Linked DNA regions of Mus musculus: regions 1, 2 and 4 are each linked to region 3. Evidence: chromatin contacts called from public Hi-C, HiChIP or PLAC-seq and promoter capture Hi-C data. All regions are on one chromosome and are shown on one strand. Each heading gives the region's core, a stretch centred on a gene start, on an enhancer-like site or on the middle of the called end of the contact. The rest is flanking DNA. Distances are from core to core; before and after follow the strand shown.

Region 1 (2,774 bases), core at 101-2,600, 160 kb after region 3:
TTTTTTTTTTTTTTTTTTTTTTTTTTTTTTTGGCTCAGCTGCCACGAGAGGGGTTCCAATACACACTGTCATAGATAGAGCCACCACTGCAGTCATGTTTTCCCTGCTGTGATAGACTGGAGCATCTCAAACTGTAAGCCCTATGAACTTATTCCTCCCACAAGTTATCAATGTCAGCTTTTTGGTTCATGAGGATGTAAAAGTAACCAGAGTAAGGCATACAGCCGTCCTATCAGATAGTAGAACCTATCAAAATGGAGAGCCGAGATCAAGTCTAGTCTAGGAAGCTTTGCAGTAGAGGTTGAAGGCAGAAGAGGGGATGAACATAAAGGAAAGTTAGGATAGTGGATGAAGTGGCATGTTGTAAATACTGCTTCACACAGAAGCAAGGCTACTAGGAGGACAAGTCAGAGCAGACCTGGAACTCACAGCTGTCAGCCACATGTCCTTGATGCTGAAAGGGACAACATGGTAAATGGCCCAACACCACAGGTATATGTCACTACAGACAGCTTAGATGGTCATTTTGTGGATATTCTCCCAGCTGCTGAGGAAAGAAAGCCTGCTGCTCAGAAACCACCAGAGATAGCCTAAAGACCTTCTTATGTGAGGCCATAGTCTCCAGCCTCAGAAAGGGGCTGTTCTGTTTGAATGGTTGAAACCTGGAGTGCCCTCAGGGCTTGCTTCCACCCAGAACAATGGTCTCTGTTGAGTTCCCTGGTTTCTAGGCAACAGGAAGCCCTTGGCCGAAGCAATGCACAGAAAGCCTTAGTAAGCCTTCGTAGAGGTGCTTCTGTGACCTCTAGCTAGGCAGGACAAAAGGCCAGTTCTTCTTGGTTTGGGGAATGTAATGGGAAGGACAGCACTGCATCATTGTCTGTAGAGAAACATGAGTAGCCTAGTGTTCTAGCCTTTGGCCTGCAGCAATCTCTGTTTCATTTGCTGACCTCATGGGGTTGTGCTTCTAACTCCTTTGGCTTTCGTGCAACTCTGGGGAGAGAGAGAGTCCTTTCTTCCCCCAAGTGAGGCCCATGTGGGCCAAGCCTAATAGGAAAAAAATTGTCATTGTACCATTTGATGGTTCTTGGAGAGAGCCTAGCTGGGTTTCCTGTCCCTCAGGGAAACACTATTAGTTGTAGGGATAACCAAAATTTGTTTTGATCAGTTAGAGCATGATATGCATAGACACAAAAATCAGTGTCCTGAAGGATGTTCAGGACACACAGGTCTTTGAGTGTTCATCCTCACAGGTCTGTAGAAACAGGTGTCACTATGATCAGGGCCACATAGAAAGCTCTGCAGTGAGTCAGGAGGCAGAGGGGGGTAGAAAGAGCTTTTATCGTGGTTGCTATGGAAAACCGAACTGACATTGGTAAGCAGGCAGGGGATTGGTCAGTATGAATAATGATAATGAGCTCTGGCTACAGAGCTGTTTGTAGAATTCTGATCCCAGGGTGGTTAGGGCAAGTAGCCAGTATCTAGGACTGAGGAATCATAACTCCAAAGAAAGATGGTTCTAGGGCTCGGTCTCCCTGGAAAGGGCAATCAGGAAATGTGGTTGTTCCCCATCTATTCCTGAGGTTCAGTAGAACATCACACATCTGATCCCAAGATCATTCATAGCACTTCTGTTGTCCTTTTGGAATTTGAAGTTAGCATCAACACCTCCTTTGGGGAATATTTCCTTTCTAGCTCTGAGGTCCCCATTGGAACTGTTCTCTTCTCCTAATAGGACCATAGGTCTACCTATATGTCTGTGACACATTCTGAATGAGTTGTGTTTGTGTCATCTCCTTTCAAGATCCAAGAGTCTCTTGAGGACTCACCTTGTCTTATTCCTTTCCCGGCCTGTGGAACAGGCCTGGCATGCAGAACACAGGTACTATACGTGTTTGACAGAGTGGTGGATGAGAAGGAAATGTGTCATTTGAGTATCATCAGACTTAAGGGGGTTACTGTGTTTGCTTAGTTGGTAACCCTATGGAGAAAGTGGCAGGAAATATGAAGTGTGGGGATCATGCAAGTCTCATGCTCTCATAACTGGCACCATAGGTGGTCCTTCCCTGGCCACTGAAGAACTGCCCCTGCATGAATTCCAGTACATAGACCTTGGGGATCCCTTCAATCCCTGAACTTCATGTAATATGTATGTGTAGATTGTCCTAAGGCAAGAAGTGAGTCAGTCAGACTTTGGAATTGCTCCCAACTCAGAATATGTTAAAGTCTTGGAACATACGTTCCTTTCCAAGGCTGTTGGGGTTGTTTAAATAAAAATGACCCCCATAGACCTATAAGGGAGTGATGCTCTTAGGGGATATGGCCTTGTTGGAGTACATATGGCTTTTTTGGAGAAAGTATGTCACCAGAGGGTGGGCTTTGAGATCTCAGATGCCCAAGCTTAGCCAACTGTCTCTTCCTGTTGCCTGCTGATCCAGATGTAGAACTCTCAGCTACCTCTCCAGCACCATGTCTGCCTGCATGCCCCCATGCTTTCCACCATCCAAATATTGAACTAAACCTCTGAAACTGTAAGCCAGTCTCAAATAAATGTTTTCTTTTATAAAAGTTGTTGTAGTCATGTTGTCTCCTCACAGCAATAAAACCCTAAGACAGCTATGTTTCATGAGGCTGGTGTCTATGTTCCACCTTGAGGCTATGCTGAGCTGTGTGCCCACTGTCCTCATCAGGGTCGTTCCTGTGCACTTCTTTCTCCCATAGCTGTTGATATTGGAACTCTCAGGTTTGTCTCCCAATCTCCATACTTAGTACTGACC
Region 2 (2,778 bases), core at 231-2,730, 230 kb after region 3:
TAGTGGTAAATTTCTGCGTGTGCACTTACAGTTTGGTCACACACTGATATGTTCTGCATAGTCCTGTCGAATTAGAATTCTTACATTGAAATCTAATCATCTCAAAAAAAAAAAAGTATCATGAAGTGGACCCTCTGGAAGGTAGATAATTTATCTTGAGCCTTATATATAGCATTAATAGCTTTATGAAATATTTTTGTGTTAGGTGCTCAAATACCTGAGTTAATACCAGTTTAAATGAAAAAGAGTCTGTTGGACTCACTGATTCAGGGGTTCTGTTCCCTAGCCCCATCTCTGACGTCCTGAGATAAGGACAGCATCATGGCAGTGGGAGGCATGACAGAAAAGGCCTGTAACTTCATGGCAAGCAAGGAGCAGAGATTAAAGAGCATGGCTGTGTTATCTGACTTTCTCCAACTCCCCTCCTCCACACTCCAGCCTATGGAATGAACAGCATAGCCTGAATTCAGAGTGGGTCTGTACTTAATTCTCTCCACAAGCACCCTTACAGACACATCTGGAGGTGTGGATTATTAAATACCTAGGCACTGCTCAACCCGGTCAAGATTCACTCTCACAACTTTTGAGAGGGACATGGAAGGAGATGTCACCAACAGACACCAAGCCACTGGCATCTTGTGGGACTTGCTAGTCTCTAAAACTGTGCTGTTTATAAATTACTCAGTGTAGGGCATTTCGTTAATTAGCTTAAATGCACTAACATATACACTGAACTCCATGGGCTAGGTGATAATGCCTCAGAGGCCATAGAAGGTGGACCCCGGGCAAGGCCAGGTTCAAGGGGGGGGGGCAACTGTTTAGTCTTCTAAGTAATGCTTTTGGAGGTAGAAGTGGGATGGATTTGAGGAAATTGCTAGTGTTCCACAGAGAGACTTTCTCTGTGTGTGAATCGTGACTGTGATGATGGCTAAAATTCAGGAGGGGAAAAAAAAAACCTGGCTCAACAAACAAACAAAGAAACAAACAACCCTGGAGACTTGTGAGAGGCCATCTGAAGCAATTCGGTGTCTGGAGCCCTGAGCTATTTAATGTTTCCAGCAATGAACTAGACGATGAAACAGAGAGCACGCTCATTAATTTCATAGATGACACCCAGCTGAGGCTGGAGGGGGCACCTTGGAGGATCCGATTAGAATTCAAATTGACTGGAGTAAGTTTTAAAGATTGGTCAGAAACCAACCAAATAAGATCCAGGAAGGACAAGGGCAGAGAGAGGGGAAGACAGCCTTCGGAAGGACTAGGAGAGTGAATTGCTAGGTTTTAATCCTGCCTGAAACCTGCTGACTCTCTTGACCTCCCTTGCCTGACACATCACAGCTGACATTTGCACACAGCGTACGATGAACTTTCACAGTTCTCTCCTTGGGGCCCTGGGTGACAACACCCTTAGAGAGGGGGCTGTTAGGAATAAGTTCATGATGGGTTCAGAGATGTTAGAACATCTGCCTTAGGCCACACAGCTGATAGGTGTCAAAGCCAGATGCAAACTCATTTAGCACTTTACACAGCTCATTTGACACTTACCTCAGAGTGCTTTACTGTCTTATCTGATATGTGACCTCATTCGGTGGTAAAGTCCCTGGATCCCGCACCTTGGCCCTAGGCAGTACCTATTTCCATCCATGTCAGGCTAAGATCCCATGATGTACCCGTCTGACACAATTCTTACCAGCCGCTTCACCAACTTGGATTCAGTCTAGCTGGGCCAAACCCACCAGCTTGCTTTCACACTCTGATGTTGGTCCAGGTACCTATCGGTACTCCTCCATACCTGGCTTATTGAGAACCCTTGGAGAGAATAGCACAATTGGGTAGAAAGAGCCACTGTGGAGTTATCAGGCAGGCTTGTTGGTTCTGCTTGGCAACCAGTCTTTCCAGTCTCTGGTCAGTTGGCTCCCCTTCGGTCCTAACCTCATTACTGGCCCATTTACTGTCATTGTTATCCTACTGAAGAGAAGACAGGCCACCTGGCAAGTGGTCCCTCAACTTCCAGTTTTCAGTATCTTCCACTTTGCTCAACTCTATACTAGCTCTCATCTCCAGCCTCCTGGCTGTGAGGAGCCGCCCTCACATTTGCCATTATAAGATGGCACTGACAGCTGTGTTCTAAGTGGTAAACATAGTCTGCACACATGCAGGGGCAGTTTTCCCACCATGTGTTCTGCCTTTCCCGTGATGACAACTGGGCCGATGGGCTGCAGCCAATCAGGGAGTAATACATCCTAGGTGGAGGATAATTCTCCTTAAAAAGGGATGGGGTTTCGCCATTTGCTTGCTTGCTCTCTTGCACTCTGGCTCCTGAAGATGTAAGCAATAAAGCTTTGCCGCAGAAGATTCTGGTTTGTTGCGTCTTTCCTGGCCGGTCGTGAGAACGTGTCTAATAACAATTGGTGCTGAGACCCGGGACGGGACGAGAAATTCCGGGACGAGAAAAAACTCGGGACTGGCGCAAGGAAGATCCCTCATTCCAGAACCAGAACTGCGGGTCGCGGTAATAAAGGTTCCCGTAAAGCAGACTGTTAAGAAGGATTCAACTGTATGAATTCAGAACTTTTCAGCTGGGGAACGAGAGTACCAGTGAGTACAGCTTTACGAGGTAAGTCCGATCTTGAACTTTCTAACGAAATTCAAGACAGTCTATCAGAAGTAAAGTGGAATATGTTTGGCCTTGAATTTTTTCTGGTGTTAGGAGCCCTTTTGTTCCTTTTCACATGTTATCAAGTGGTTAAGGCAGGGCGGATTCTAGAGGAAATTCAG
Region 3 (2,700 bases), core at 16-2,515:
CGGGGCTTCTGGGCTTTTATTGTAAATTCTATGACTAAATTACGCCGGTGAGCTGGGGCCAAAGACAGATGGATAAATTGTCCCCCTTCCCGGCTTGGGGAGGAGTCTCCATCCGGAAGGGTCTCCACCCTCAGCTTCGGGAACCGGGAGTGGCCTTAGTTCCCCGACTAGCTCTAGGGAGTCCAGGAGATCTCTGTGTGCGGGGAGGGGGTGTGAAGCAGAGGCCTGAGTGTCCCTTGTTTTGGGGCTCCCCAGTAGGGTGGGGTGTCAACCCGGGCTGGATTTTTCCCGCGCAGTTCTGGCTGGTTCACTGGCCTTGGAGGAGGAAGTTGGGACCCCTAGACAATCTTCTCTCTGGTCCAGGGGAGGAGAGACCAACTGGGGAAGAGGTGTCTGGAATGGCTGCAGAGCTGGTGTGTGTGCCTGTGTGTTGGGGAGCGCGCGCGGGGTGGGGTGGCAAGCGAGTCACTAGTGTGCGGTAAAAGTTCTTGAGCTCTGCATGCAGAACACACGAATAGGAGCGCGGGGTTAGACCCAGGGAGATAGGGTTGGCCTACAAGGGCGTCTTTGGGTTCCCTAGTGCTTTTGGGAAGACTCTCAGAACGGCTCCCCACAAGGAATACATCAGCTTGCAGAGTGGTGCTCTCTTTTTCAGACCTGGACCACCACGCCTGGGTTTTTCTACTGCCCTGCCCCCATGCCTCTAGGATGGCTCCAGCACCCGGGCCTCAGTGTCTCCCTAACCTCGTTCAGGCTTCCGAAACCTCATGGCTCTGGGGGTCCAGTGCAGGGGCAGGAGCACTTGGAGAACGCAAGCCTTCACCTAGCCAGGATGAGACATTGCATGGAGAGGAGGGGGCGGGAGGCTTCGTTGGTTTGAGCGTGGACACTGGCCGGGGGATCTAGTCGGTTTTCCGGCCAAGGCAGCAGGCTGGTCCCAAGGGCGGGCAGTTGAGCCGAGGGAGCCAGCGGTGGAGCTCACCCCTAGGCCAGTGTTCCTGGGCGCCAGCGCCACTCCGGTGTAGCTTCCATCACCGCCGAGTCGCTACCACTGCTGCTGCAGAGTGTAGCTGCTCCGCCGCGCTCCCGCGCGCTGCGCCGCCAGCCGCCAGGGAGCCGGGGCGCTGAGCCCCGAGCAGAGGAGAGGGGCGAGGCGCGAGAGCCTAGGCGAGGAAGCCGCGAAGGGGGAGGGAGGGAGCAGGCGGGCGGAGGGAGGAGCAGGGAGAGAGGGAGTAGGGAGGGGAAGAGAGAGAGAGAGGGAGAGTGAGGGAGAGCGGAGATCGAGAGCAAAGAGCGAGAGCGAGGGAGAGGAGAGGAGAGGAGAGGAGAGGGAGAGAGGAAGGGAGGAAAGACACACGCAAGCACAGGCACACCGGCACTGGAATTCCATTAGAAAAAGTGAGCCGAAGCAAGGGATAGCGGGAGAAGATTTTTTTTTTTTTATTTTGAATCTTTTTCTTCGTCTTGGTGCCAAAGAAGCGACTCTGGTCTCCCGTCCTAGAAGCTCTACTGGATTGCTCCCATCCGTCGGTGGATTTCTTTCCTATTTGCATTTATTCTGACCCCCCTCCCTCGCTGCTTTCTTCCAGTCCTTCACTTTCAGATCGCCTCGCCCCCACCTCTCCAGTCCCCTCCTGGGAAGTGCAGGGGAATTGGACCCACGGGGACTCGCGCCTTCCCGGCCGCGAGAGCGAAGGGCTGGGCTGACCTCAGGACCAGGCTGTTGGCTTAGAAGGCAGCCAGACACATAGCTACGTGTGTTTGATTTCAGTGGCAAGGGGGGGACGTCGAGAGGCAGCCCACCGCCCGCCTCCCACCCCTCCCCCTCCAGCCAGCAGCGAGAATCCCTGGACTCGGGATCTTCAACCGGCGGCCGCCTGGCGGGATCTCCGCATTGGATTTGGGGGTCGTTATCATTGCTTGGCTGTTATTATTACCGTTGTTATTTTATTTTTATTTTTTAAACCTAAGGGAGAAAGACACATACACACAAAACTGTGGGATTTATTTAACATGATCTTGGCAAACGCCTTCTGCCTCTTCTTCTTTTTAGGTGAGTACCTGCAGGTGGCGAGTCTGGGGGTCACAAGGGGCTGCGCGCGTTCAGTCGCCCACTGGAAGCTGGGCATGCGGGGGTGGGCTTGGGGGCTGCAAGCAGGGCGCCGTGGGAGACACCGGGAGATCGCGCCAGGCTGGGAGCCCGGGCCTGGGGCTCCGGGGAGCCGAACTGCCTGGGAGGCTCTAGAGGAGGGAGCTGTGCAGCGGCTAGCTGGTTGCGCGGAGGACCGAGAAGGAGACTTCCAACATTCAAACCATCTCCGCACGCACTCCCGTGCCGCGCGCGCGCACACACCCCGACACACACTCTTACTTGCAGGCCGTGATAGCGCTCATTTCCCTCAAAATAATGGGTTCAATTTGCAACAACTTAGGAAGGAAAAAAATGCAACTGTTGGTGTGAATGAAAGGAAGGATGGGGAGAGGCTGGCGGGACGCTATCAAGCCTGCCCCTCCTTTCTGGAAGGCTCTCAGAGTCAGTGGGTTTCGGCAGGAGGTCTTGGTTTGGACGTTTGCGGGGAGTCCTTGTAGTCACCTCCTACTTGCCAATCAGTCTCAGGAACGCACCCTATCTCTCCACTCTCTGTAGCACTTTGCAAGTTTCTCCCTACCCACGGCCTCCCTTTCCAAGCCAGATGGGTA
Region 4 (2,836 bases), core at 19-2,518, 230 kb before region 3:
GCTAGGCAGGCACTCTGCCAACAGAGCAATATCACTAGCATAATATCTTTTTTTTTTGAAGTTTAGTGAGTTTAAAATTTCATTATATATATTTTTTATATATCTACTGAGATGATTTCTAATTTTTCCTTAGTTCATGCAGTGTTACAGTTATGCTTTTTATAGAAAATTATGTGTAGGGCTGGAGAGATGGCTCAGTGGTTAAGAGCACTGACTGCTCTTCCAAAGGTCCTGAGTTCAGATCCCAGCAACCACATGGTGGCTCACATCCATCTGTAATGGGATCTGATGCCCTCTTCTGGAGTGTCTGAAGACAGCTACATTGTACTTACATATAATAAAACAAATACAACTTTAAAAAAAGAGAAAATTATGTGTATAGGTGTTTTGTCTGCATGGCATGGCTGAGCACTTCAGTGGCTAGTGCCCACGGAGGCCAGAAGAGGTAGTTAGATCATGTGGAACTGGAGTTACAGATAGTTGTAAGCAACCATGTGGGTGCTGGGAATTGAACTCAGTGCTCTCTGGAAGAGCAGCAAGTTCTTAACTGCTGAACCATCACTATAGCCATATTCTTTTGAAAATTAAATCAACATTGCATTCTAGATTCAGCCACTTAATCATGATGTATCATTCCTTTTTATATACTGATTCAGACATACATTTTGGTAAGAATGCATCTAAATTCATAAGAGATAATAGTCTAGAAGCCTTAAGTTCGAAAAATATTTTACGTATATGGGTGTTTTCTAAGTCTGTGCCTAATGTATATTGCCTCTGGCTCGAGGAGGCCAGAAAAAGGTGTTGAATCCCCTGGAACTAGAGTGACAGAACCATTGTGAGCCAACATGTGGGCCCTAAGGATGGAATGTAGGGTCTCTACAAGAGCAGCCAGAGCTTTCAACTGCAAATTACCTCTCCAGCTCACTAAATGTTATTTTATTCCTTTATGTCTTTGGCTTTTTATTTGAGGCTTAGTGAGATGATGACTTCCTCTTCTGAGTTTCTGTGTGATTGGTATTCATTTTGCAGAAATGTTTTGATATCTTCAAGGATAGGACCTTCTCTCAGGGTCAGCCTGTGTCCTATCTTCTTTACAACCCACACCCTAGTCTTGCCCAGAGCTTTCTCTTTCCCAATCAGGTGTCACTCTGTTCTGGAACTAGGGAATCACAGGAAAATCGTTTGAATTCAGCTGATCACAAAGTTTTGAGTCCACCTCTCAACATTCCTCAAATTCCTTTCTCACAGCCCTAGCCTTGGGTCACGTGTCCCATCCGTTAAGCTCAGTTAAGAAAGGCTTGCTCGGCAGGCTGCTTTGCTAAGGAGTCTTTGGAGGTTTAGAAACCGGATTTTAGGATCAAAGCCCAACCTTGCAGGCCCGTTCTTTACTGATACAAAGAGGGCTGCATTCGCCCTCTAGTCATATTATTTCTGCTATTCCTCACAAGATGTCTCGCGCCTTTTTGTCATGACTCCTTGGTCTGATGAGGGCTTCCCTGGGAGCTGTCCACTGCAGAGCTCCCCTTTGCGTCTGAGACTTCCTCCACGGGTTCAGCACTTCAACTTTGGGACAGGGACAGCCGCTGTGAATTTCGGTGTAAGGACCTGATGCAAATAAACTCGGATTTCTGCAAGAGCAGGGCCCAGGGGAGATATACCCGGAGTAGGTTAGCACCTCGGTTACAGCCGGAAACAACCGGGCACATGAGTCCTTACTGCGCGTGCGTGGAACAAAGGCGGGATCTGGTCTGGGGACTCTGCGCAGCCCAGATGCAACCTAGGTGCGGCGTCTCCTTCCGACGCAAGGGCCGCGCAGGATCACTTCCGGGGCCGCGCAGACGCAGGCTTTGATTTCAGCCGCTGCGCTTGGTGTCAGCTGCGGTGGGTCCGGCTGGGATCTCTGCAGGAAACTTCACTCACTCCAGTACCTCTTTCCACCCTCTGCTTGTCTTCTGCAAACGCATCTGCGGCCATAAATCCCATCCTTGTCATCCATCCGGACGTGACCTGATCCTTTGGTGCTGACTTGGAAGGAGCAGAGTTTGGTTGCTGGGACAGATAAGGGACAAGATTGCGATTACCTCAAATAAACGAGCAGGTCTTAAAACGAGACATGGGGACAGCAGGGGTGGGAAGATTTGGGTTTGCAGATAAGCACAGAGTATAGCGCGTATACACTGACAAAAGCGCGTTTTGCAGATGTAAAAGGAATGTGGAAGGGTGTGGCCGCCGAGCCCGCTGTGGCAACTGCCTAGCTGAGTGGGAGGGTTCTGCTTGTGGTGTTTATAGCTTGTCAATAGTTTGTAACGCGATATTCTTTGTGACGTGTGCTCAGACTGGATGTAAGAGGTGGCTAATCAGATGAAGAAATGGCCAGCTGTACTCTTAAAATTGTTTTCATTTCCACACCTGGATGTTTTAATACCAACTACTCTTGAGAGCCGAGAGGCTTACATTTTCTGACTTTGGGCTATATTCTCCACACTTTTTACTACTTGTGGGGAATACGTATTGTGTAAGTGGCCCTTCTGAGCGTTCGGGGGAGAGGGCAGTCATATTATCCAGCCTTGGTTTTTTTGTTTCCTTACTTCTGGGATAACAGGTGTACACCACCAAGTACAACTCCTCTGAGCTTTTTCATAAGATCATGTCTATCATTCATTCAAAAATTTCTCTAAAAAAAATTACGTATATATGTGTACTTGAATACAGGGCCAGAGAGGTTGTTGGATCCCATGGAACTAAAGTCACAGGCAGTTGTGAGCTGCCTGATTTGGGTGCTAGGAGCTTACACTGATCTTTTCCAAGAGCAGCAAGTGCTTTTGGCCTGGCT

The links. Promoter capture Hi-C pulls out the DNA fragments that hold promoters and counts their contacts. A called contact is a pair of places that touch in the nucleus more often than the background predicts. HiChIP or PLAC-seq counts read pairs in DNA pulled down with a chosen protein or histone mark.
Region 1: a contact with region 3 is called in an H3K27ac HiChIP or PLAC-seq map of neural progenitor cells, with 6 times the contacts expected there. The contact joins the enhancer-like site here to the promoter of Gfra2 in region 3. A contact is called at or near these places in 6 of 39 promoter capture datasets (the 3T3-L1 cell line, embryonic stem cells, hematopoietic stem and progenitor cells and 3 more), 2 of 484 Hi-C or Micro-C datasets (the N1E-115 cell line and cerebellar granule neurons) and 4 of 115 datasets of contacts at active chromatin or transcription factors (embryonic forebrain, embryonic stem cells, neural progenitor cells and 1 more).
Region 2: a promoter capture Hi-C map of trophoblast stem cells shows a contact between it and region 3, with 5 times the contacts expected there. The contact joins the enhancer-like site here to the promoter of Gfra2 in region 3. A contact is called at or near these places in 7 of 39 promoter capture datasets (the 3T3-L1 cell line, the HPC-7 cell line, embryonic stem cells and 3 more), 1 of 15 datasets of contacts at CTCF or cohesin (pro-B cells), 8 of 484 Hi-C or Micro-C datasets (the HL-1 cell line, the N1E-115 cell line, cerebral cortex and 4 more), 3 of 115 datasets of contacts at active chromatin or transcription factors (bone marrow-derived macrophages, embryonic hindbrain and embryonic stem cells) and 3 of 9 other capture datasets (adipose tissue, embryonic stem cells and liver).
Region 4: a contact with region 3 is called in a Hi-C map of embryonic stem cells, with 2.6 times the contacts expected there. The contact joins the enhancer-like site here to the promoter of Gfra2 in region 3. A contact is called at or near these places in 3 of 39 promoter capture datasets (hippocampal neurons and liver), 4 of 484 Hi-C or Micro-C datasets (B cells, bone marrow-derived macrophages and embryonic stem cells), 1 of 115 datasets of contacts at active chromatin or transcription factors (large pre-B cells) and 2 of 9 other capture datasets (adipose tissue and liver).

Annotation. Positions count from the first base shown.
Region 1 is chr14:71,046,496-71,049,269 of GRCm38.p6, forward strand. No RefSeq gene overlaps it. Among named protein-coding and RNA genes, the nearest start is that of Gm34703, 53 kb to the left of the region's middle. Within about 2 kb of position 1,351, at least 43 of the 459 cell types and tissues checked have an H3K27ac peak or open chromatin away from gene starts, as enhancers often do. A contact at or near this core is called in neural progenitor cells and stem cell-derived neural progenitor cells, where this site is marked.
Region 2 is chr14:71,119,126-71,121,903 of GRCm38.p6, forward strand. No RefSeq gene overlaps it. Among named protein-coding and RNA genes, the nearest start is that of Gm34757, 47 kb to the right of the region's middle. Within about 2 kb of position 1,481, at least 13 of the 459 cell types and tissues checked have an H3K27ac peak or open chromatin away from gene starts, as enhancers often do. A contact at or near this core is called in trophoblast stem cells, where this site is marked.
Region 3 is chr14:70,888,842-70,891,541 of GRCm38.p6, forward strand. Gfra2 (glial cell line derived neurotrophic factor family receptor alpha 2) reads left to right here and starts at 1,266. Exons shown (of 9, transcript NM_008115.3): 1 at 1,266-2,053. The coding sequence starts at 2,014.
Region 4 is chr14:70,657,528-70,660,363 of GRCm38.p6, forward strand. It overlaps a transcript of Npm2 not described here. Among named protein-coding and RNA genes, the nearest start is that of Npm2, 5.9 kb to the left of the region's middle. Within about 2 kb of position 1,269, at least 40 of the 459 cell types and tissues checked have an H3K27ac peak or open chromatin away from gene starts, as enhancers often do. A contact at or near this core is called in embryonic stem cells, where this site is marked.